4 separate regions of the Zea mays genome follow, and all the other regions are linked to region 1. A link is a contact called in public Hi-C data. All regions are on one chromosome and are shown on one strand. The core of a region is the stretch at or near the end of the contact, and the rest is flanking DNA. Distances in the headings are between cores, read along the strand shown. Region 1 has its middle 99 kb from the start of LOC103650072. Region 2 has its middle 53 kb from the start of LOC109944812. Region 3 has its middle 7.8 kb from the start of LOC109944812. Region 4 holds the start of LOC111591128.

Evidence for each region. A called contact is a pair of places that touch in the nucleus more often than the background predicts.
Region 2: a Hi-C map of endosperm shows a contact between it and region 1, with 2.0 times the contacts expected there. The contact joins two enhancer-like sites. A contact is called at or near these places in 2 of 25 Hi-C or Micro-C datasets (ear and endosperm).
Region 3: a contact with region 1 is called in a Hi-C map of bundle sheath, with 4 times the contacts expected there. The contact joins two enhancer-like sites. A contact is called at or near these places in 5 of 25 Hi-C or Micro-C datasets (bundle sheath, ear, endosperm and 1 more).
Region 4: a Hi-C map of leaf shows a contact between it and region 1, with 7 times the contacts expected there. The contact joins the promoter of LOC111591128 here to the enhancer-like site in region 1. A contact is called at or near these places in 9 of 25 Hi-C or Micro-C datasets (bundle sheath, ear, endosperm and 4 more) and 2 of 3 datasets of contacts at active chromatin or transcription factors (leaf and seedling).

The regions. Positions count from the first base shown.
Region 1 is chr3:50,942,933-50,945,677 of Zm-B73-REFERENCE-NAM-5.0, reverse strand. No RefSeq gene overlaps it. Among protein-coding and RNA genes, the nearest start is that of LOC103650072, 99 kb to the left of the region's middle. Within about 2 kb of position 1,312, at least 19 of the 20 cell types and tissues checked have an H3K27ac peak or open chromatin away from gene starts, as enhancers often do. A contact at or near this core is called in bundle sheath, ear, endosperm and 4 more, where this site is marked.
Region 2 is chr3:50,732,416-50,735,160 of Zm-B73-REFERENCE-NAM-5.0, reverse strand. No RefSeq gene overlaps it. Among protein-coding and RNA genes, the nearest start is that of LOC109944812, 53 kb to the left of the region's middle. Within about 2 kb of position 1,405, at least 17 of the 20 cell types and tissues checked have an H3K27ac peak or open chromatin away from gene starts, as enhancers often do. A contact at or near this core is called in ear and endosperm, where this site is marked.
Region 3 is chr3:50,793,624-50,796,368 of Zm-B73-REFERENCE-NAM-5.0, reverse strand. No RefSeq gene overlaps it. Among protein-coding and RNA genes, the nearest start is that of LOC109944812, 7.8 kb to the right of the region's middle. Within about 2 kb of position 1,393, at least 19 of the 20 cell types and tissues checked have an H3K27ac peak or open chromatin away from gene starts, as enhancers often do. A contact at or near this core is called in bundle sheath, ear, endosperm and 1 more, where this site is marked.
Region 4 is chr3:51,082,234-51,084,978 of Zm-B73-REFERENCE-NAM-5.0, reverse strand. LOC111591128 reads right to left here and starts at 1,387. Exons shown (of 1, transcript XM_023301969.1): 1 at 1-1,387. The coding sequence starts at 590. It overlaps LOC100037796 (protein kinase-like), which reads right to left and starts at 2,297. Exons shown (of 13, transcript NM_001112497.2): 1 at 1,586-2,297; 2 at 1,394-1,456. The coding sequence starts at 1,780.

The DNA.
Region 1 (2,745 bases), core at 63-2,562:
AGCGGTGCATAGAATTTTATTCCTAATTTAATCACCGCTGGTTGTGGAATAAACCGACGAGAATTAATTTAGCCGACGGGGATCTTGAGGATTCCTATTGTGTTTGTTCTTCTTTTTTTCAAACACAACCGTCACCCAGCTAAGAATTTTAAAACTAAACTACTACTAGCGTTTCAAGAAACACATACGTACTTAAAACTTTTTCTAGAAAACTACCACATTCTAATATTAACCCAACGATATAGATGGATATTACATGGAACGACAAATAATGACGTATATGTAGAGCTGCCTCATGAGTCTTCCTACTCATGCTTGATGGTTGCTTTAGGCGGATCCCACCACGTTTGCAGCTCATAATAATCCTGCTTGCTCTTCAAACATATCTCGGAAAACGAGATAGGGATGCCATTGCAGGGCGGGCGGGCGGCCCTCGGCACGGAGAAACTGACGAGAGTTGCGACGTAAAAAACGGCCGCTGCTATTCGCATGCATGTCGCCGTGGCGGGCCAGGACCAGTGGACCACGACAGGATGTATAACCCGGCCGGGGGTGTCTGTCCATTCACGCAAGGATGGCAAGCGCGCTCGGCAGGGACATGGCAAGGATGGCAGGTAGCGGCGGCATGGAATCAGTCAGGCGGGCCTACACCTTCATGTACATGACGGCTTGCCTCTCCGCCTGTTTCTTGCTCGTAACCATGGTCGGCTCCAATCATTGGCGGTCTCCGTTCCCTCCCCCGGGCCGCACCGCCCCCAGAAGCCACCCACACCCTCCTCCCTCGTCCCCTCCCTCCTGCCTGACCAGTGATCAGCGTCAGCCAGCGGGCGAGCGAGCCTGAACCCGACCAATAATACGGTGCAGTACCGTGTGGGCGTGCTTGTGACATCATGTACGTGGACGGGCTGGGCACAGGGAAAGGCCGGGTCCGGGTCCGGGTCGGGGTCGGGGTCCCTCCCCGACCTCCAGCTCCGCGACGCCGACGTGGCGACCGCGACTAACCACCGCCACGAATGAAGAAATTACTCACTGCACTCCATCCTCCCGCAGCGAAGGCCGCGCGCGAGATCTGATGTTGCTGCTGCTGGTGGCCACAAATATCCAAAAGCCGCAGGGTCCACACAAGCGTCCGGCTGATACCGTCCCTGCCGCGAGGGACACGTGCATGGGGACGCTCGCTTCGCTCGGCTCTCTCGCTCCTGGCCGCGCGCGTGTTCGGTGCCGGGCTGCCAGCCGGTGCATGGCAGACGGAGACCGCGCGCGCGGCACCGGACGACGGGGACGGGACGGTGCAACAGCGCAGCACGGGGAGACGACGCGCGGCACCGGACGACGGTGGCCCCGGGCGCGCGAGCGGCCAAAGGCCCATCCATCTGTCTTGGCCCTGGCCGCGCGCTGGGTGAGACGACGGCGCCGGCCGTGTCCGTGCGTGTGCGACCGTGTGCGGGTGGAACGGATCTCGTGAGTCGTGGCCTTGTCCTGTGCTCCTGTCCCTTGGCGAGCCGCAAAAGATCTTGCTTCGGCTGCATACATTTATGGACAGGAGAAGCTTCTCGCCGGCCGGCGATAGGGACCCGCCGAGATATATCGATGGATATGGCGGCGCCCCCGGTCCACAGGAAATCAGTAGTAATAACAGAGAATCACAACTGGCGTCCTGCGTCGCGTTCGCGGGCACGCATATCGATCATCAGGTTTATCCCCTGCAGACCAGCTGACAGACGCGAGCGACGCGAGGCTCAAACTTCTCGACAAATCAAAGGATAGGTTTTGGTAGCGGCGTAGGCGCGCGCAACTGCACACCTTGCTTGCATGCATGCACGTCTCGTTTCGCTCACGGACACGGTCATGGCAAATGTATATGCGCGTTTCATTGTTGTGTGTGACCGTCGTCGCCGGACGTGTACGTCGTCCAACTGATGTCATATACTTGCATCACCGCTCTCTCCCTCGTTTCACTCGTTTGTGAATCGTGATTCACGCTAGCTAGCTACAGTATACCTCTCAATGACATCGACAGAAGTGCAGAATCGACGCATGTCTCACATGCATGCATGCTTGCTACTGTGCTGTGCTCCTCTCTCCACGCATGCATATGTACAGCTTGTTTTTGTTAAAGTTTTGCAGTGCTCAGTGGTAAAGAGAGTAGAGGAAGAGAGATAAATGACAAAACTGTTGTTTATTGCAGAGAGAGTAGTGCTTATATACATATGTATATAGGATTCCCAAGGAGTGTGACCCTTGGATAATAACTGTCACAATGGATGGGTGGATGGACTTGATCACAGTACAATATTTTGTAACACTCCCACTTAATCAACCCAAATCCATTTGATCATCTGCAAGCCGTCTTCCAATATATCATCTCCTCAAAAACCCTGTGGGAAAAATAAGGAGTACACAATGTCTTTTGGATAATGAGAATAATCTCACTCGAACTCCAAAAGAAAATATGCTTGTAATCATCATGCATAAAAACTCCTGTGGGGAAAAATTCAATGATGAAGCATATAGCTTAGTTGATATTAGCTCATTAAAAACTTTGGATGAGAAAACTTCAGCAAGGCAAAACTCATACAAAGAAAATAGTGTAATATGATGGTTCAAAACATGTTCAATTTCACGGAGAATTACTCCCCTTGATCCTTGCAAGCACATAAGTCTTCTCATACCAATCCCCTCAACACATTTCTGAAACGTGAAGTATGGTAGAGATTTTGTGAATAGATCAGCAAGATTATCACA
Region 2 (2,745 bases), core at 156-2,655, 210 kb after region 1:
ACTCGACAAAGAGGTACTTTGCCGAGTGTCTGGGTCATAGCACTCGTCAAAGAAGGCATACCTGGGCACCGGTACAACATCTTTGCCGAGTGCGAAGACCACAACACTCAGCAAAGAAGCAACTTTTGCCGAGTTCCTTCTAATGCTCTCGGCAAAGGAACTGACAAAGGGGCCTGGTGGCGATCTCATTATCGAGTGCTAGTCCGGCGGACACTCGGCAAAGAGGAAAACTCTTTGCTGAGTGTTACCTAATACGCTCGGCAAAGGGATACTCTTTGCCGAGTGTCAGTATAGTGTACGCTCGGCAAAGGTTTTGTTGCCGTTATCGGTCGCCGTCACAGCGACTTTTCTTTGCCGAGTACAGAGTGACTTTGCCGAGTGTCCGATAAAAAGTACCCGGTAAAGAAGTCGTTGCCGATGTATAGTTCGCTGAGCTTCACACTCGGCAAAGTTTTCGCTGAGTGTTTTTTAGGCTTTAGACACTCGGCAAAGTTGTTTTCGGTAGTGTATCTATATATATCGATGCATATATATGCTTATAGACCTTACTGTTGTTACCGTATATTTATAGCTTTGCAAAGCCGTATCTATCAAGAGTAAACAATAGCATTATCTTCAATTTATTGCAGGTCGGCTGATATCCTAGTAAATATAAAATGATGTCTGATAAGACATTTTTTGAGCACGCTAGCTGTACTGACTTTCAATATCAACTCTTTATTACCGATATGGCTAGTCACACGGAAGAGGCTACTCACAATGCCTGTTGATAGACTAGTGGAGTGTAACAAAGATATGGATGGGAGACTTTACAAATAGGCTATGCATAGCCAACACATGCACGTGTCTTCGAAAGATTTCATTGGTTTTTTTGTTTGAGTGTCACGTCTATGTAATTTCTTTTCTGTGACTATTCGACAAAAGCTCTTTTGTTTTTTTAATCATGCTGACATAATTGATTATCTTAGAGCATCTCGAACAAACTACATAAATTTGAGTAAAAAAAAAGAAAGAAAAAAAAACTCGAACACACGAAATCTATTGGCGGCCTCCCAAACCCCCTTTCCCCCGCTATTTAATTTGAATAGTACTGGTGGTGGTCCACGTGTCCTTGTGAACAAACATTATATGCATTATGAAGGAAGGATTCACCTTGGTAAAACGTAGATTGTGATTCTTTTTCTCGGTTAATTATTTGTAGCAGAATTTGCTTTTCTGTGAACCATCTTGCTCCGTGTAGGAGGGAGGAAGTGGCGTGAATTATCTTTTTCGATGGAACTGTGGGTTACTACGTAAATTTTGGGCCGTAAAATGGGCCGGGAAAGAGACTGGCCGCAGAGCCGAGGCCGACAGACAGGGCCCAAGTGTATCTGTGTATGTGTCTCCAGCGGGCCGTATTCATTCTTGGGCAGATGCCGTGCTTTCCGTCCACTCCATCGAGCCTCGTCCCAACTATAGCGTCTACACGCTCCGACACCAGGAAGTCTCTCAGCGTCTGTCGGCCCAGCGTGCGCACGTCCGGCCCAGAATGGCTTTGTAACAAGTGAGCGCATGCGCGTGCGTTAAAAGGACAATTGCCGAGGCTGGCATGGCCTGGCATACTCCGGATCCTCTTCTCCAAATTCGATTCAGGGTATATTGACTTTATCTAAACATTTATTTGATTGTCTGTATATCTTGAACATGAGCTGCATGAGTGGATGCAAAATAAATTATTTTGAGGTCTTTTGGTTGTATCCACTCATACGCCAAAAATACTCGTTTTCGGTCAGTCTAGATCGGGCGAGCGTGGGTGCGCTCGTCCAGATAACCAATCAGCCCGAACACACAAACACCCCCCACCCATTTCTTCTCTATACAAAATAATCGATGCTGGATGGACTATACGGTCTGATTGGTTGATGTACTAGGCTAGCCTGAGCCGAGCCAGGATAAACAACACCGAGTTAAACTTATACAAGACACACTTGTTTGGTTGTTAATTTACATGAACTCATGCAGACTAATTATAGACTTTATTTGATTGCTTGTACTGAGTGTATTAGACAAGAGTCCATAAATAAATTTTCAAATATTATATAGTATAAATTTAAAAACATAAATATAAAATTAGTTTGGTGATTAAATCTCTTAATTAATAGTTATTAATGAAAAAACAAACCAAAATAGCATTTCATGTACCGGCGTGCCTGCATGCGGCTGGCATGTATGTGTTAAGTAACCCTAGTTAGGGTTATGTGGGCAAATAACTGTTTTGCCCTCTAGGGGTCTCACATCTTTATATAAGGAACCTGTACCCCCCTAATAATACAGAGAAGAGAAAGAGGACAGAGGCCCAACCCTATATCATGTGTCTCGTGTGTTACTCTGTCGTGCTTCTGAAAAGGGGGACGGGTTCTCTACAGCTTCTCGCGCCTCTACTGCTGACGGGAGGGAAGGGAGCGGATCTGGTGATCTGTGGTAACGTAGTTCTCAACACGTTATCAGCACGCTCTACCTCGACGTTGCTGCGGGATTGGATCTGTATCAACTCTCCGTCAATCCGGTAGGTCTCCGGCCTAGCCGAACTGTCGTACATAACAGGCTTCGATTCCTCTACACAATCGAATGGCATGTCCTTCTAATTACATTGGATCTGCTTGTTCGTTGGAGAAGAACCTGCAATTGCAGTGCTGGTATGCGATCCGTGATTAGAGCCGAGTGCATGCGGTAGTTGGGCGCAAGTGTTGTTGTTTTTCACGGATT
Region 3 (2,745 bases), core at 144-2,643, 150 kb after region 1:
GCACCCGTCCTAAATCCTAAGATGAGGAGGGGCCTAAGAGTTTTGCTTGTTGCGAGATGAAGGAATGAACACAAGAACACGCAAGAGTTTAGAGTGGTTTGGGCCACCGGAGCGTTATACCCTACTCCACTGTGTGTTATATTGCTTGAGAGCTTGAGTTGTCTTGGATGACTTGGGTCTAAGCCTAAAGATTGAGCTTGTGTTGTAACGTCGCATGCCTCCCCTTTTATAGCTAAAGGGGGACATGTACAAGAGTATTGAGCCCCGACATGTGGGCCCAGGAACACGGCGGATGTAGCTACTAATACTTGCTGCTGGAGCGATCTTCTTGCGCCCTGACACCCAAGATCTGTATAGCCTCGGCGTGCAGGGGGAAGCTTCTCGTATAAGGGATGAGTACAGTGCACCGCGCAGCACGGGCACACTGTTCCGGCAACGGACTGGACATGTGCGCCGTCTGCAGGGTGGCCCTGGCGCCGCCTGCCAGTGGAATGGATAGGACGCAATAAATGCCGTGGGGGCACATCGCCTGTCAGAAGGGTGACAGGCGGCGTGTCCTCTCCGCAATAAATGCGAGGGCCGCGCGGCCCAGAGCCCTTACGTCATGCTTCGCTCGCTGGCCTACGTCACAGACAATAAGCCATGTGGCAGCATTAGACCCTCGACCGAGTGGGGAGCGGAGGTGCTCCGGATAGAGTCTGGACACGCGTCAATACCGGACCCATGCCTAGGTCACGACACTTCCTTTCCTGGGACCTTGTCATGGGTGGTCCGGAGCTCACTTGGTAGGGTACGAACCCTATCCAACGGCTCTGGGCTGCTTTACTTCGGGGGTCCGGGTTGTGCGTACAGGGGTCCTGTGTCCTCTGGGCCCGATGGCGTTGTCTCCGATAATGCCACCTCAACCGCTCACGAGATACTCCTGGAGCTGTTCTCCGCGCGGCTAAGGGTAGCCGCACAGACATCGTGTCTTCATACCGTAGCAAGGGGTTGCCCTAATCTAGGGTACCGACAGGTCCTTTAAATTTAGAGAACGCTGGTAGATTCTCTATATATGGAGTTTCTCTCTCCTCTACTCTATCCATTTAATACTTTAAACAATAGATTTAACAAAACTAAAATACGTACAAAACATTTGAGAGTATTATACAAATACGTATGTATAAAAAGTAAAAATAAAATATGTCTCTCTTATAGGTATTTATGTATAAAGTACAAGATATAGTGAATGTTGTTAGAGAGGAAGAAGATATAAAGGAGAGAATCTTTTAGAGGAGGTTGTAAAACTTAGATATAGAGGATGAATATAGAGGAAGTTGATGGAGTCACCAAGTCTGGTCTGGACTGGCAATTGGCATGTAGCCGTTGATTTGCAGGTAGCGGGGGGCACGTGCATGCCCGCGTGGGGACATACGCATTTAAACACGTACTATTGTCTCTGGAGCATCAGACCATTATTGTTATCATATATTATTATTGTTACTATACGTTTCACGTGAAAATGACAGCCGCGCGTGCCACACACACATTGCATCATGATACATCGACGATTCTGTTTATGCATTGCTGGAACGAACCCCGCCGGCCGCCAGGCGCTCCAGCCTCCTCCCGGCCCATTATAATCGATCACTTTCCGATATTATTGTTTCGCAAGTTATATTCAAAAGTCGACGTATGTACCGGCGCATCGGACGGCGCCGAACCCTGTCACGGAATTTGGCTTCAACTCTGCTGGGGACTGGGGTCCTGTTGTCCTGTCCTGTGTCTGTGTGTGCACATCGTTCCCTGCAGGTCGGGTCCGAGTTTTGGCTGGGGAGGCCTTCAATACCGAACATACCGTGCAGGTGCAGGCCTCGTCCTCGTGGGACGCGTGCGTGCAGTGCAGCACCAACCGACCGATGTCCTTGCAACCACCGGACCGGACCCACACATGCACACACGATCTCGGCACACACACATGACACATGCACTACCGGGCCATATATCCTGCACGTACCTTCGTTCCCCGGCCGATCACCGTCGTCGATCGCTTTCCTTGCACGAACAAAAGGCTGGCCGTGTTTGGACTAGAGTGTGCAGTCAGTTGACTGCTGGTAGCTGCTTAATTGAACCAACGTGACGAGAGAGAGGGATCGTGCACTCATGACTCATCGACGATCCACTGATTCTCGTTTGGTACACAGAATACAGGCCAGCCGTGTGTAGTGTAGGTTGATCCATCATCAATAATGCATGGACGTCGCTCTCTAGCTAGCACATGGCCTTAGCTGCTTTTTAAGCTTGCATTGTCCGCTACTCCGGTCCCATGCCTGCCGTGATAATTGACCAAGTATTTTGGATATGTTTGCATCCACTAAAAATTAACAGTTAAAATTAATATTAGTGATATGATTGTTACCCCGTTTGTTCCGAATTATAATCTGTCTAGATTAATAACCCAACATAAATAATGTGGCTAGTAAACAAACAACCAAATTATATGTCTAGATTATATAATCTATACCCCGGATTATGATAGCCTCATAATCTTCTCAAGAGGACATTATTTGAGATTATTTTTAGGCAAAAAAAACCCACTACCCATAATTATGGTGTTAAAATTACACCAATTGACATTCTTCTTTTCTCCTCCCAAATCACACGCAACAAGGGCATAGGCAACCAAACAGCTATGTATAGAATATTATTTCGATAAATTATAATCTGGATTAGATAACTCTAATTATAATCTAGATTATATAATCT
Region 4 (2,745 bases), core at 138-2,637, 140 kb before region 1:
AACCCAAACTGCTCGGCGGGTCTCGTCTCTGTGCTCCGGCCTCCGGAACGGCGATTGCTGCTGCTCAGCTTGGGAGCACAGAGACCACCGGTCACACCAAGGCGCACAGAGTTGGTGGCCGCGGCCAGCGGCCCGGGGGGGAGGATAGAGGAGCAGCCAAGGGGGCCCCGCGGAACACGTGTGCGGGGCCCGTGCGACAAGTGTTGCGTCGCGGGCAGGCCCACGCGGTGTGGGGTGACTTGGTGCACCCAGCTCACGACGATGCATGCATAATACTCCAGCAGTACCTGCCTGGCCAGATGTACCGGGACCGTGTGAGGCCGACGTGGCGGGGCCACCAGGAAGCCGGCCACATGGCTCGACGGGTAGCCCAAGAGGCATGCGTACCGCGCGCGGTGGGCCCGCCCCCTTCGTGTGCCGTGTTGCTCTACTGTGCCGAAACGGGAACCGTCCCGGCCGGTGGTCGGTTTCATTTGTACAAGTGGAGACGAGACGGTCACGGACCTGACGCTCCGGATGGGATCGCTTTCGTATCCGGCACACTGCGACTGTGTGAAACTGTGGCCTGAGATGTCTCGCTTGGAATGCATGTGGTTTTCGTCACAGAATCAAAGGACATGACTTTTTTTTCCTTGTTATTATTACTACAAGCAATTTCACAAAAAACCTGGCGAAAAATCGTATCGTTTTCTCGCGATTTTTTTTCCTGAGCGTAATTCCAGGAGCCCGTGAGCCTTCTTCCTTCCTTTTTTTTTCCCCCTTTGGCTTTGGAACCCCGAGAGGCGAAGAGCCCGTGAACTATAGACTCTCGAGTCTCGACAGGCCTCTCTCTCTACTTGCAGGTGCATGTGGCGTGGCGAGGCGAAACCGCTTTATGCCCAGGACAGGGGCTCATATTCCGGTAGCGGCCGGAGTAAAAACTCCGGCGGAGATGCCGTGCGGCGTGGATCGAAGGACCGGACGTCAGCCAAAGCTCCCGCCGGTGTTTTCCGCGTGAACAGCGTTGAGAAGCAAGCGACGAGAGCTAGCAGAGAGAAAAGAGATCCTTTGTTTTGTGTTTGTGTGTGTGTGTGACGAAAGAGTCTCATCCCGGCCGCGCAAGCAAAAACCGCTAATCCTTTGGTTCCAAGTAAAAGCCAGATGGTCCGTTACTTGCAGGACAGTACAACTGGACAGCTAGCCTAATAATCCCTTACGGAGCACAGCAAGTTCATTTTCTAGCGTCATGGAATGGAAGTATACGGGATCGGATCCTATCTTACCAGTCCAGCAGACAAGGGGAATTGGTCCAGCTGGAGCTGGAAGGAGCGAGGAGGAGAAGGATCCAATCCAAGAAGAAATGAAGGAACGATACGAAAGGGGAGGTTTGAAGCAAGTTCGGTGTGCCACGCACCTCGTGCAAGCGGACGACATTCGGGTGCTTGAGCAGCTTGAGCGTCCCGATCTCCCTCCTGATCTGCAAACAGCGCCAGCGCAAAGCGAAATGGACGAAGAAGCCGCCGTCAGCATGCTCGGCGGACCGGACCGGACTGGAATCTGAAACGGCTAGCGCGCGGCGGCGAAACACGTGTGTGGCATGCCCAACCTGGTCGTCGATGCGGAGGGAGAGGATCTTGCTGCGGTCGAGGATCTTGATGGCGAAGTGGCCGCCGCTGGCGATGTGGCGCGCGTACTTCACCTTGCCGAAGTTGCCCTCGCCGAGGGTCCGCCCGATCTCATACCTCCCCAGCAGCGACGCCCGCGTGCACTCCGCGTCCGCCCGCCGCTCGCCGTTCACCATTCACAAACGCGCGGCCGAGAGGGCTCGCTCGTGTGTGACCGGACACGGCCCCGCCTTGCTCCGTCGATCCCTCTTTCTCTCTGTCTGTCTGTCTTCGCAGCTCTGGAATGGATGAGGCAGCAAGGGAGGGAGGTGGAAGGAGAGGGTGGAAGGGGGCGGGGTACTTATAGCTCCTGCCTGCTCTTCTTCTAGCCTCATCACAGTCGTCTACTCGTCTACCCTTCTCCTCTTCCCTTGTCTCTTGTGTGGCAGGCAGCCCTGCCCTTTCGCTTGCTTGCTTGCTTGCGCTCCGTCGCCTCAGCCTCAGATTCCGTGAGATGTAACCCGGATGGGCAACTGGTAAACGCACACGCAAAAGCCTCTGCTCTGTCCACGATTATATTACTATTAAACAAAACAAATGGGACAAATCCACGCGGCCTTGCTGCTGCTACGTCCACCAGGCCTCCGCGTAGCAGCCAGGTCAATGAACGCTCCCCTCAGTTTGATCCTCTTAGCTAGCTCTATGTTCATTGCTGATAACGCGAATCAAATTCACCAGTTCCGCTAGGCAGTCAGAGAGAAATAGCGAGATTGCTTGGCCGAGTGGCTATAAACTCTTGACACAGATATACATACTAGTCGGTTGCCCGTACTGTCCGTAAACTATCCACCAAACAGATCTTAAATTTTTTTATTGATTGTCTTCACTCTTCGCATAATATTTTTTTTATTTGACTAACTGATATTGTTGTTTACTCCATGTCTCCATCTAATATGTCTCGGTACAACACGGCTAATGAAGAGAGCGATTAGAAAAGAGTTCACAACGACTGACTGAACGAACAGAAAATATAGAATGGCATAATTTCACCATATATAGACCAAATAAGATGAAATTTGTGAGCTCAAGTTTCTAAGTCACATGAACTCAAACTTATAAAAAAGATAGATTAAAATATTGAGTGGTTGCTAAAGTCGGGCAT